Linked DNA regions of Mus musculus: regions 2, 3 and 4 are each linked to region 1. A link is a contact called in public HiChIP or PLAC-seq data. All regions are on one chromosome and are shown on one strand. Each heading gives the region's core, a stretch centred on a gene start, on an enhancer-like site or on the middle of the called end of the contact. The rest is flanking DNA. Distances are from core to core; before and after follow the strand shown.

The links. HiChIP or PLAC-seq counts read pairs in DNA pulled down with a chosen protein or histone mark.
Region 2: a contact with region 1 is called in an H3K27ac HiChIP or PLAC-seq map of microglia, with 6 times the contacts expected there. The contact joins two enhancer-like sites. A contact is called at or near these places in 1 of 115 datasets of contacts at active chromatin or transcription factors (microglia) and 3 of 9 other capture datasets (adipose tissue, embryonic stem cells and liver).
Region 3: a contact with region 1 is called in an H3K4me3 HiChIP or PLAC-seq map of bone marrow-derived macrophages, with 4 times the contacts expected there. The contact joins the promoter of Tubgcp5 here to the enhancer-like site in region 1. A contact is called at or near these places in 2 of 484 Hi-C or Micro-C datasets (B cells and ventricular fibroblasts), 3 of 115 datasets of contacts at active chromatin or transcription factors (bone marrow-derived macrophages, microglia and stem cell-derived neural progenitor cells) and 4 of 9 other capture datasets (adipose tissue, liver, macrophages and 1 more).
Region 4: a contact with region 1 is called in an H3K27ac HiChIP or PLAC-seq map of microglia, with 6 times the contacts expected there. The contact joins the promoter of Cyfip1 here to the enhancer-like site in region 1. A contact is called at or near these places in 1 of 39 promoter capture datasets (neural stem cells), 3 of 115 datasets of contacts at active chromatin or transcription factors (bone marrow-derived macrophages and microglia) and 2 of 9 other capture datasets (embryonic stem cells and liver).

Annotation. Positions count from the first base shown.
Region 1 is chr7:56,129,977-56,133,107 of GRCm38.p6, reverse strand. Herc2 (HECT and RLD domain containing E3 ubiquitin protein ligase 2) reads right to left here. Exons shown (of 93, transcript NM_010418.2): 24 at 1,769-1,939; 25 at 1,206-1,309; 26 at 536-686. Among named protein-coding and RNA genes, the nearest start is that of Herc2, 81 kb to the right of the region's middle. Within about 2 kb of position 1,332, at least 27 of the 459 cell types and tissues checked have an H3K27ac peak or open chromatin away from gene starts, as enhancers often do. A contact at or near this core is called in bone marrow-derived macrophages and microglia, where this site is marked.
Region 2 is chr7:55,857,852-55,861,161 of GRCm38.p6, reverse strand. All of the region lies in intron 1 of Cyfip1 (cytoplasmic FMR1 interacting protein 1), which reads right to left. Among named protein-coding and RNA genes, the nearest start is that of Cyfip1, 17 kb to the right of the region's middle. Within about 2 kb of position 1,506, at least 80 of the 459 cell types and tissues checked have an H3K27ac peak or open chromatin away from gene starts, as enhancers often do. A contact at or near this core is called in microglia, where this site is marked.
Region 3 is chr7:55,792,298-55,795,558 of GRCm38.p6, reverse strand. Tubgcp5 (tubulin, gamma complex associated protein 5) reads right to left here and starts at 1,434. Exons shown (of 23, transcript NM_146190.3): 1 at 1,219-1,434. The coding sequence starts at 1,364.
Region 4 is chr7:55,840,529-55,843,892 of GRCm38.p6, reverse strand. Cyfip1 (cytoplasmic FMR1 interacting protein 1) reads right to left here and starts at 1,822. Exons shown (of 31, transcript NM_011370.3): 1 at 1,586-1,822.

The DNA.
Region 1 (3,131 bases), core at 83-2,582:
AGGCTTTCACTGAGGACCTAATTTATTAGTAAATCTAATCTAATCTGCTAATCACTCCAGCAATCAAATTTGGGATGCTTTCAGTGCTCTTATTGGATATCTAGATTTGAAGTGCTAGGGAACTTTCACAAATGGCTGTATCAATTCTTCTAAAACACAAGCTGAGGTGCCCTAATCACCTTGTGCTATAGAAAGAATTAGCAAGCACCTTTTATCCCCCAAAGACAAGCTTCTGAGCTGAATTGCACAGTGCCTTTCATTCATCTAACCCTAGAGTCTTCAAGCTCCTCCTTTGCTGACTTATGTGAAACTCATCCTCCATTACTATGTATGACAAGTTTCAGGGAGGAATACAAGTAATACAGTCTAGTTCACAGGCAACTTAGCAGGCATGGAGGCCAGCTTGCTGTCTCCAGACATCCACTCTAAAGGTTCCTGCCCTCCTTGGCATGTTCTTCCCATTAGGCATTTCTGTCCAAAGTACTGTACCATAAAACTGGTAAAACTGGTTAACAAAAAATAAATTTGTTCTTACTGGCGCATTCAACCTCCACAGGAGATAGTGGTGTGCTCATTGCTAAATAAGAAGCATGCAATCCAAGAAGTAGGCCCAGGTTCCTCTCTGTGTCAATCAGTGGTGAAGACAAACTTCCAAGATCTGGTATGGTAACAACTTCTTGGTCAGGCTGGAAAAATTAATTTGTTGGTTCAGAAAACAAAATTAATTAAAATTACAACATCAAAAAAACCCCAGCAGCTTATGTGCCTAAGATTGTCTATCACGATCAGAACAAAAATGTATTTGTTAGCACATCCCATAATGAGTTTATGTTATAGCAACCAACAAACTGCATATAAAACACTAGAGAGCAAACAGGAGAAAACAAATAACAGCTCTGGAGCATAAGAGGAGAACCCTGGGGGAAAGATTCTAAATTGACAAACGAACTGTAAGGACAAACTTTAATGTCTTTTCTTTTCTTTTTTTTTGAACATTTCTCTATTTCTGGCATGTTGTTAACTCTTCAAACTTGTATATAATAAACCTTAACACATAAAATGCAAATTTATTTGTCAAAAAATCCTAAGCCAACATAAATATTTTATGTCCAACTATTAGTATAACTAAGTAAAAAGTCATACCATAACAGGCACTTAAGAAGGGCACCTCCTCTATTTCACACAAAGCAGGCCCACAGCCTCACCTCCAAATACTGGCCAACACAGAAGGCATGCATGGATTCCTGTGTGTCTTCAAACTGCAAAGCTGCCTCCAGAGCGACCACTGGATCTTCCCCTGCAAACTGAGCTAAAACAAAAAGGGGAAGAGCAGTATGAGTTCAGTGCAGCTTGCACAGCTCTAGTTCATAGACAGAAGACAGGAAGTGAGTCTGGGTCGCTGTCTCGGAAGAATCTGCCACTCTCCCACGCTTGCCTCGGGCAACTCAAGTTCTACAAAGTACTTGGGGAAAAAGAGACAGGCAGATCTCTGAGTGCAAGGCCAGCCTGGTCTACAAGATTCCAAGACAGCCAAGAGCTACACGGAGAAAACTCTTATCTCAAAAAATAAAAAAACAACAGGAAGAAAAGCTTGATGATGAGAAATTCTTCAACTTGAACCTAAACTTGTTGTGAAGCCAGAACCAAAGTCCCAGATTTTGTTAAACCTGGGGCTAAATTTAACAACTTATTCATAAACTGTGGACTTTACTTAAAATCACACATAATGCAATTTTTAACAATGGAATAAAAAGTAAAAAAGCCTTACCCAGTATACTATTTCCTGTTAAGGATTGTGTCTGAAAGTCTTTTATACCATATACTTTTCCATCAATTACAGTCCAGAAGCCACCATCTTTATTATGGTTCTCCAAATCAGCTTTGCGTATCAGTGTTACCTCCTCATTATTTCTACAGTTCTGACCAGTGAAAAATGACTCTAAAGAAATAGAAACCAAACATCAGTCATCAGATCAAATGTCTCAACAATAAATCTTTTAAAACATAATACAGATGAAAACTTGAGTAGGAAAAGACCTTTTTTTGCACGATTATAGTGTGTTGTGTTTTTAATCCATGTATGCATAGGTGAAAGGCAGCAAGAGGTGGATTATGTTGTCTGTTGTCTTCTTAGATCAAAATCAACCAAATTTATTACTTATTGCTGAGTCTAGAGCTATTTTGGCTAGTTTGACTAGTCAGATTGCCCAAATGGTTCCCATATCCACCTCCTAGAAGCTGGGATTACACCCACCAGGCTTTTTTTTTTTCGCCTTTTCTTTTTGGGTTTGAGACAGGATTTCATATCACTATATAGCCTTGGCTGGCCTAAAACCCAGATTTCTGCCTCTCAAGTATGGAGGATTAAGGATATGCACCTTCACATCTGGATACCACCAGGCTTTTTTAACTGTGAATGATGGAGATACAAACTCCATCCTCAAACTTGCATAGCAAATACTTTACCCCCTGAATCATCCCCATCTCAGGCACAATGAAAAATGAAAAAGATTAAAAAATTGATGACATTAATATTCATTTTTGTTCATCAGAAAACAGTGTGAGAAGAAAAAAATTCTTCAAGAAATAAAGCCAAAGGCTTATTGGATGCAAAGTATATAATTACTTTAAAAAGAAGAAAAATGTGAATAAGACTTGAGTTGACACTTTGCAAAGAGAATGCTCACCTGGTTAACACACATGTAGAAGTATATTAAACCTGAATAATATCTGAAAAAAATTTATAAAAACTAGGATATAATTTAGTAGTAAAATTTTTGCCAAGGGTGTACAAGATCCTGGGTTTCATCCTTACCACCAAAAACAGAGGGAGGAAAAAAAAGGAAGCCACAGCAAAATACAGCAGTATATCCACCAAAAAGGACAAGTGCCAGGTCCTGATGCAGGAGTACAAAAATCCTCAAACTGAGTAATGGAGATGAAAGCTAGCACAGTAGCTACAAAAAAAGTGTCATTTTACAGTAACTATCATCTGCAAATGAAAAGAAACCAGCACTTCCACCAAGGAACACAACACTGTATAAGCCAAAACTTGCTGTAACCTAAACCTGGAATGAGCAAGTAGAATTAGTAAGTAAGGGAATGGGCAAATGATGGTATATTGCATATAG
Region 2 (3,310 bases), core at 257-2,756, 270 kb after region 1:
GCGTTGAATGAACTTTAAAGGTATTTTATCAAATTTCTTCCTCAGAGGAACCTGACTACTCCTTAATTAAAGGGGGGTTCTATAAACTGAAGTCTGAAAATTGCTCACAGGGTGAGATTCCTTTTTGCTATGATCCAACAGGCCATTAATAAAATGTTCCACAGGCTTGCTTATAGCTTGATCTTACAGAGGCAATTTCTCTGTTGAAGTTTTCTCCTTTCAGATGACTTAAAACTGGCCAGCATAGATACCATAATATGAATATCGCACAGTAAAATTTAAATCACATATTTGGAATAACTCTTATTCCTGTTGGTGCTACCAATAAGCCATTGACCGTTTAATGACATAATCATACACACAGATGTCCACCCCTCGGGTCTGGTGAGAACAGCACATCATGGGTGAGCAGAGAGACTAGAAGAGGCCACGTTAGGACAGTGCTAGATAAAACCAGCCCTCCTATAACCTTGACCTTGAACTTCTAGCCTCCAGAACTGTGAGCACATAAGTTCCCACTAATCTGTGGTATTTTGTGTAACGGGCCTCACACACACACATAGAAAATCACCCAGGTAGGGGGCCAAATGCCCTTGGGTTGTAAGATTAGGAAAGAAAGAAAGAAAGAAAGAAAGAAAGAAAGAGAGAGAGAGAGAGAGAGAGAGGGAGGGAGGGAGGGAGGGAGGGAGGGAGGGAGGGAGGGAGGGAGGGAGGGAGGGAGGAAGGAAGGAAGGAAGGAAGGAAGGAAGGAAGAAAGAAAGAAAGAAAGGAAGAAAGAAAGGGAGAAAGAGCGCACTGGCATTTTGATAGTTAGGAAAACAATACATGCTTAATGTAGACTCCGAGGTCTGTTCTGTAGCTAACAACTACCTTCTCAAGCTTGGCCTATAAAGCCTAGTGCTCCACGTGTCCAAGCTCTGGGTGCTGTAGCCTCCTCAGGCCCTGCACTGACCCACACATAACAAACCCTTTTGTGGTTTAGCTGAGTAAGCAGTATCAAGGATGCTTTTCTTCTCTGACTCTGTTCTCCTGGCAGCGGCTCAACGTTCACATTTGTCTCCAAATCCTACACTTCCTAAGTTACAAAAACTAATTGAAATACCGTATTGGATCTGGCATTTTAATAAGTCGTCAACTCATTTTTGTTATTGAGTGTCCTAAAATATCTTTTCAAGTGATTTCCCAAGCTAGTCACCAAGTATCTTCAAGGCTCAGGAGGGAGGTTAGCTGGTAATTTGCATCGAGCAAGTGCTCAGCATTTGCTCAGTGAGAGACCCAGTCTGAGCTTGGAGCTGCACACCGCAGGTTTGTTTATTTCACTGTCTGATCAAGGGACCACCGGGTGAGCATCACAAGGCACCAGGTAAGAGCAAGCAGCACCAGGGTACCATATAGAGAGGAGGCTGAGTGTCTCAGTGTGCCCACAGAAAGAGAAGTAAGTGTTCATCATGTTGGAGGTGTGGCAGGGCTGCTGAGCATCTTCCTTCCCTCTACATGTCACTCACTGATGACTCACTCCTTCCATAAATGTTCCTCAGTAAGTCCTTCTCATGGCCACTCCCATGGTGGGGTCATCCCAATATACTGATAAGATAAGCAGAATGGTGCTCAAAGGCCCCCAGCTCAACTGAGAGCCCTAGGCTCCAAGCAACAAACACACCACACACACACACACACACACACACACACACACACACACACACACACACACACACACATAGGGCAGGGATCTTGTGTGTCCTCTATCCAGTGATGAGCAACTAGACTTCTGGAGTCAAGGCCAGGGTTAGCAAACAAAACTGGTCCAGGCCTAAGGCTCAGGAAAGAGGCAGTGTGAGGCTGGAACAGCAGACAGATCCATAGGAGTTGCCAGCAGCCCAAAACTAAGAGCCCCACCCTTCCCCATTCTGGCCCCACTGAGTCCTGTAGATGCTACAGTCAGTACCCAAGGAAAAAGTGAAATGGCTTTTGCAAAACTATAGTTAGACAATCAGACAGTTAACCACATTTTGAAACAAAGAATGATGAATAATTAAACTATTGTTTCTTTACAAAACCGATTATGACTTGATAATTTTCCCTGTCTCTGGGCAATTTCAGGAAGATAGCCAAGAACAGATGCTCTCATGTTTAGACAAGCTGTCCTTGGAAACTTCAGGCTCACAAAAGCTTGTGGCACAAGCCTATAATCCAAACTACTGGACTATAAAGCAGTGGATAACAAGTTCAAGCTCTGTCTGAGCTACAGAGTAATTTCAAGACCGGCCCAGGTAATTTGTTAATCCTGAGATTCGCTGGAGAAAAACCAGTTCCACCATTTTGAGCCAAAATTGAAGCAAGCTTTATTAAATACTGAACAAGATAAGACTTTGGTCAGGGCCACTACCTGGAATTCCCAGCTGAGTTGGCCCGAAGACATGTGTTGTAGGGGCTTTTACAGACAAAACCGTAAGACATCATACTTTCCCATGAGGCTTTGTTATTTTCCAAGAACTACAAATGCCAGCATCCCAGGATGTTATAGGTTAATTTGGGGTATTACAAACTTAGCAAGACACTGTCTCAAAAATTAAAAACAAAACAGAAGTTCCTGCACAAAGCTGCACAAAGGAGTAGAAATCAGAACACCAGACTGAGGTTCGACCTGTTTGCTGGCACAATGCTAGGAGACTAGGAAGGACAAAAGAAAACAGTGAGTCTAGGTATACACTCACCGGACAGCAGTGCCAGGGGACACGGGCTCCAATCAAGAGAAACAGCCACAGAGAATATTTTAAGGGTGACCAGACAGTCATTGAGGATCAATGTCAGGTCTTGTGGCCTTCACAGGCACTACACTTATTGTGATGTACTTACATATATATTCGGGCAAAACAACCATACACATAAAACAAAAAATTTCACTTTTTAAAAAGGCCATGCACAAATGTTGGTCTAAAAATAAGGAAAGGTTGTAAAACTAGAAGGAGACCACAGGAGGGGGAAAGAGGTGTTTCTAAGGAAGCAGGGAGGCCAATAAGACACAGGGGACAGAAACAGAAAGGAGACTACTTGGGAACCCATGCAGAGAGACTGGGGTAGAAGGAACTGGGAGGAAGATCAACAAAACCAAATTGTGTTTGAATGCCACGATGAAACCTAGTGCTTTGTATAGTAATTTATAAAACAAAAAGGAAGAAGTGTGCTTGCCTAACTATAGCACAAACAGAAAGATAAATGATGACATGTTCCTGTTAATATATGCAAGGTGTCCCATTTTCTTCCTCTTCTATATGCAAATGAAAGCCCTTCTCAGAAAGACGGAAACATC
Region 3 (3,261 bases), core at 185-2,684, 340 kb after region 1:
GACTGGATTTTCTTTGTCTTTTTAATGTAAGAGAGAAGCCCAGTGAAATCTTAACATTTGTCCTCTGAATAATTCTGCTAAATGTACAAAATGAAATACAAAGAAAAGCAAACATATTCATGTACAATTATCAAATATTTAGAAAGCTTTGAAAGGGTCTGGAGAGATGCCTCGGGGGTTAAGAGCCCACGCCATTGCTCAGGGTCCCCAGGTTCTATTCACAGCACCCACAGGCTGTTTATAATCCCAGTTCCAGGGGATCAGCTGCCTTGGGCACCAGGCACACACATGCACACGTGTACACAGAGTCAAATCATACACATAACATCATCAACAACAAAACCTAAAATTTAGCAGTGGGACCAAAGGCTGTCATTAATGTAACAACGAACAACATGTGGAAATAAAGCAACTGTAACACAAGGTGACTGCCACATGTTTTCTACGGGTGACACTGGTGACAGAGTGTTATAGGTATGCTTTTAGTACTTCTGTTATACTATGCAGCATCTATGTCTCTTCCCAACTCTAAAATGACTATCCCCTCCCTCCTATCTGCCACTAGAAAAAATACTTGTGGTACATCTGCTTTTCGAGTTACCTGACTTCTTTGAATCCTTGTTCTTTCTATAGGTTATAACTAGAAATTGCACTTGTGGTTTTGGATCGTTGGCTTGCTTCCCATCAACCTGAGAGGTCTGTAGTCTCACGAACTAGGCAGACACTCACGTCCTGCGCTTAGAATCAGGATCACAGTCTGACAAACTGTTCACTGTTTAGGGTGACTTCTACTAGACATGCTATGTGTTGCTCAATAGTAGAACTTGAATTTGTTTTATGCAATGCAAAGGGAGGACACAGAAGCGGGGAAACTTGTAAGTGGTCCGAGCAAGAGAAGAGGGGGGTTGGTGAGACAAACAAAAAACAAAACAAAACAAAAAACCCCCAAAAAACCTAACAGGATGTGATCAGAATTTGGCGCTAAAAATTCACTTTCCCAGCCATCAAATGACTTTTGATGTGCACCGTACTGCGTGCGGGTGAGCAGAGTCAACAGCTCTCTAGGAATGTGCCGCTGCAACTGCGGGTTTCTCGCAAGGGCACCTAAGGGGAAACCAAGGCACAGCAGCTGCAGCAGACGCAGGGGTGCCGGAGGCCGCACTCCCGACCCGGACCCGCCCGCCCGCGCGACTTCAGCTCGTAGCCGCGATCCCACACCTGAAGTTGGACCAGACGAAGTCCAGGGCCAGCTGGAAGTTGGGGTCCGCCTCGTCCTGCAGCCCCGTAACCTGCCGGACGAGCTCGCACACATCATGCTCCAGCTGTCTGTCCATCCGGCTCCCGGACGACTTAGGCCGGGCCATTGCCGCGGCGTACCTATCAGGATCTCTGCTAAGTGGCGACTGTTCTCGCGAGAGTTCCGCCCGTCCCGGCACCGGGGTTTCGAGATGTGGAGGATGTTTCCGCGAGAGTTCCGGCAGCCCCGGAGCTGTGCCTGGGAAAGGTGCTGATGGGAGTGGATGCTGGTTGCTGGATGCGGTGCGTCCGTGGGTGGGGAAGAGATGTGCTCTTTCTGCTTGCACACCGGGAAATCCGAGAGTCTTCAGACAGCTAACCATTATTTATTATTAATCATTGTTAATAAGGGACTCTGGATACTCCTGATTAACGATTTAAATTCTGATGCATTTTGAGCCAACCAGTTTTTTGGTTCCAGGGTATAGTTTCCGACATTTTTGAACATCGTGACTTATTTGTTCATGCTCCGGCCTTCACTTTCTCCTCCAGACGACCTAAACTGGGCTCTCAGAGCTCCCCAACTAAACACATGCTTCTGATTAGACCAGGAACATATGGTTAAAGCAGCGATAGTGCCCATTTATGTATTACAATGGCTCTGAACCTTCCAAATGCTGTGACCCTTTAATATAGTTCCTCTCGCTGGGATGACCCATAACCATTAAATTATTTCGTTGCTACTTCATAGTTATACTTTTGCTAGTTTACGAATTGTAATGTAACTATCTGATGTGTGATCCCTACTGCGGGTCACTGCCCACATGCTGAAACTGCTGGTTTATTAGTAAGGTGGAGATGTATGTGAGGGCCAGCTGTCTGTCACCCACTTGATGGCCGGGGATGCTTTTCTGTTACTGTTCTTTGTGCACCCACAGCTTTGGGTTAGGCCGACCTTCCCTATGGAGGACTTGTCCTTGTTACAGTACAGGCAGTTGTGCTTTCTTGTTAGAACCCTCGAACAAGTTCTCAAGAAAGGGAAAGTGGCTCTGAGTTCAAGGCCAGCCTACAGAGTGAGTTCCAGGACAGCCAGGGCTATACAGAGAAACCCTGTCTCGAAAAAAAAAAAAAAAAATCAGAACAAAACAACCAAAACAACAACAGCAACAACAAACCCAAAACAAAACAAAAAAAGCTGGCTTACTTAATAAAGTTGCTGGCTGTCAGGCCTGGCTGCTTGCATCCCATCGTGTGGACTCACATGATAGGAGAGAACCATGTCCCATAAGTAGTCTTATAATTCCCATGTGTGCGTACCTCCACCCCATACAAAAATAAATTTTAAAACGTCATTTTCAAAATATAAAAAGGGGAAAGCACTCTTGAGAGCAGACGTGGGCAAAGTCGTCAGAGCAGCAGCTGGAGCCTTTGAGCCTTTATAAATCGTCCGCATTAGGTAGCACCTGCCACCCCAATTGGTACTTGCCTGACTTTTTCTTAGACGAATCCCTCACGAGGAAGGTCTTTGTTGAGGCCAGGCTAAGTTACTCCATATTGAATAAAACAGTTGTTATCCCCTAAGCTGTGCACTGCCCCAGGAGACTGTTTTACAAGAGGCCTTTGACTCCATTCTGCAGCTGAGTAGATCCAGAGAAAGCAGCAGATAGGCACCCGCGTAAAGCAAAGACAGTTAGCTTGTCCCTGGGACTAGAGAGGGAGCCACACTGTAAGTTGAATGGGGGAGACTTGGAACTGTGAAGGCAGACTGACGTATTAAATCTGGCAAACCAGGCACAAGGACTTATCAAACATACCAGATGGAGAAAATGCTGTGTCTCCCTCATGTGGATGCCATAAGTGATAGACACCCACCACTGTGATGTTATGGCTGCACACAAACCTATTATATGGTGTGTGCATCAAGGACTTGGCTAAGTCCCCCACTGTTGATGTAGCCTCCCCACTGCCTCAAATGCCCAGTTGTTCTCCTGCTGATCTGGAGCTAATCTGCAGTGCTCTGATCCT
Region 4 (3,364 bases), core at 573-3,072, 290 kb after region 1:
TTAAGTGCCAGGGAGATGGCTCAGTGGATAGCCGTACAGGATTTCAGATCTCAGAACCCACATAAACGACAATGGGCATGGCAACCTCCCTCAAGTCCCATTGCTTCCAAGGCGGAGACAGGGGACCTCCGAAACAAACTGGCGAGCAAGACTAGTCCAATCAGTGAACTCTAAGTTCAGCTGAGAGACCTTGTATCAAAGAATAAGGTGGAAAACGCCAAATCAGCCTCGGGCCTCTACATGCACATACAAACACATTCACACACCTGTGCACCCACATCTAAAAACACACATACCACAAACACACACATACAGTGTTTATTCTTTAAAAAAACCTTAATACATACTTCCTCAAATACACAAATACTTAGAGGATGTATTTTCTTAGAGAGACTTTTCAACTGCAGCATTTTATCAAGGTTACAGGGAAGATGCTGTTAGGGGAAGAGGGAAAGAGAAGTATTCCCCGCAACATTCCTACTGAATTCTTACAATGCATGTCTGCAGTAACTTACATGTATTTAAAAACTGAATTAATTCTTTCAGGCTATGTGCTTGTAGGCTTTTTAATAAGAACCACTAACATACTCAGAACTAGGGGAAGGCTGGTATTCAGGTATACCACCGGTCTCGCGTGCTTCAACTTCCAGCCAGTGAACTTGGCCAGGGTCTAGGATCAATACCCCCACCTTGGCAAGCGCTGATCTCAGTATCAGTACCTGTAGGAGTACCCCAGTACCAGCGGTGCTTCAAACACGACTCAACTAAGCGATCTGTTAGCCGACAACCAAGAGAAATCTCTGGGCTCCCCCATGCAACACACGGATTGCCCGATGCTTCCCTCTGCCTCGCCCTCACCGATCCCCAGTTGCATATCTCTTCCTTCTTTTCTCACACTCACGAAATGTTACAAATTACGCAGATGCTTTAGGCTTAAAGTACAAAATTCGTTACGAATGTGCGGCGGCGCACTACTGCTCCTGAACAATCCCGTTTCCTTAACAAAGCCCAAAATGCCTCTCTCCAAGAATCTGAGGACGGCTTCCCTAGACCACACTCTCCTTCCTTTCCTCTGAAGGCAGAACCATGGTGGACTCGGGGTTGTTTTGCCACTTTAGTGCAACATAAACTATTCGTCGCTCCTTACTTTTCAATAGTAAAATACTAAATATTAACGTTGTCTCTTCCTCTTTGGAGCTAAACCTCGTGCCGGAAGCGCGAGATCTGGGATCCTAGTATCCAGGGTGAGTCGGGGCGGGGGTTCGGGGACGCGGGGGTCCGGGACGCGGGAGCCGGGCCACCGGAGTGCAAGTTGTGCAGCGCGGAGGGAACAGGGAATCTGCACTGGGAAGCCCGTGGCCGGGGGATTCTGGAATGTGATTCCGGGGAGGGAGCCCTGGAGCCGCCGAGCTGGGCCGGGAGTCCCGGGCTCCGGAGCTGCCGTGCAGAGACCGGGAGACTCGAGAGCCCAGGAGGCAATCCCGGGAGGCCGTGCGGTCCCGGAGGCTGCGCCGAGGCCGTCTGCAGGCTCGCCCCACCGGACTACAGTGGAGCAAGGACCCCGAGGCCAGGCGACCGCCCTTACCTGGTCTGCGCCGCCTTCGGTTGTCCAGGGCGGGCCCCGGGAGCTTTCCTACCCCAATGAGTCACTTGGGCGGGTCGGGAATGCACCAGGAAACACCCGGCCTCCTCCCCTTCCTCCGGGGCGGCGCTGCTCGGCTCGGCCTCTTCCTCCCGGCGCTCCTCCCTCCTCCCGCTGGCTGCCTTGGGTCCGGCTCCTCTAGGCCAGCCCGGTCGGCCCCCAAGTCTCCCCAAGTCTCCCGTACCGTAGCCCCGCCTGCCGCTTGCTGCTCAGGTCACCGCAGCAAAGGAAGCCGGGATTTGCTTGGTGGGCTCCACCCGTCAAGCCGGCTGGGAGAGGATGAAGACTCAGCGCCACACTGCCATGCTCACCAGCCTCAAGAGTTTTCCCTGATTTGGGGGACCTCTGTTGAAGCTAAGGCCAAATGAGGAAAGAATTCCAGGACTAGCCAGCATAGAGCTGGAAGTTTTACTAAAGATACTTTAAAAAAAATTTAAAAAAAAGGAATTCATTATGTGTATGAATGTTTGGCTTGCTTGTGTGTCTATGCACCACGAGAGTGCCTGGTGCCCGCAAAGGTCCAAAAAGGGCGTTGGATCCCCCAGCAATTGGGTGTGGGCCAGTGAGCCCATACATGGGCCATAGGAATTCAACATTCGTTTTCCTATAACTTGTCCTCAGTGATGGTGAGAAGCCTCAGTAAATCCATGAGTGATGGGCTTATCTTCCTCCGCATGTCCCCCAAATTTTCACTGCCTCCTGTCCTGCCTCTGGTTGAACTTCAAAAGAGATACAGAAGGTACAACCATGACAGAGAAGGGGCGCATGTATGTATTAAATGGTGGGTGCAAGGCTGGAGCGGCATGTAAAATGCTCCAGACCCAAGGAAGAACCCATTCTGGCCCCTAAAGTAACAGTGCTACCATCTCATCTGCCTTCTGAGGACTGGCAAACTCAAGTTCAGACTCCTAGGAATGGCTGACAACAGAAAACCTGACTTGAATTTGCCCTCCCTAAACCCGCAGAAAAGGAAGGGAAAAGTTAGTTAACATACATCTTAATGCTGAACTTAGTAGAATAGCTCCAAACTTCCTACCCTTCTTCACTCCGGACGCCCCTCCTTACTGCTAAGAATTTGGACATTTTGTTTGTCGTTGGGGTCTGACAGTAACTAATGTAACCCAGGCTAGCCTTGAACACCAGATCATGTCTCCATCCCTCAAGTGCTGAAATCACAGGCATTCACCAACATGCCTAACTCCCACACCAGTTTGTTTTCCCCAACTTAACAGAAATAAATCTTTACTAAGTAACTTTTAATATCAGAAAAATAAAACTCGTGTAATTGTATTTACAACAGACACACATCAGTGTTTTCACCATCTTAGGTTTACCACAAAATGTGAGATGTTAAACTTATTCAAAAGTATAATCCTTGTAGCTTCTCTACATATGCATAACAAGAGTATAATAAAAATTACAAAACCTAAACTATAATGATAATACAAATGTAACATGTTGATTCCTTGGCGCAGCAAAAATACAAAACGCATGCTTGACAATGTTCCCCTGCTTCCACAGAACTGTAATCTAGAGATTAAGATTCAATACTGGCATTTAACTATCCGACAAGCAATTTGAATTATATCATTATATGCTGTAGAGAGAATCTCAGTGTCACCTGTCACTAAAAATGCCTATGCCCAATGAGCTGAGGCAGCAAATAGGAGATGGGACACTGGCAAGAAGAGAGGAGATTCTGGGAAATAGTGAGAATATAAA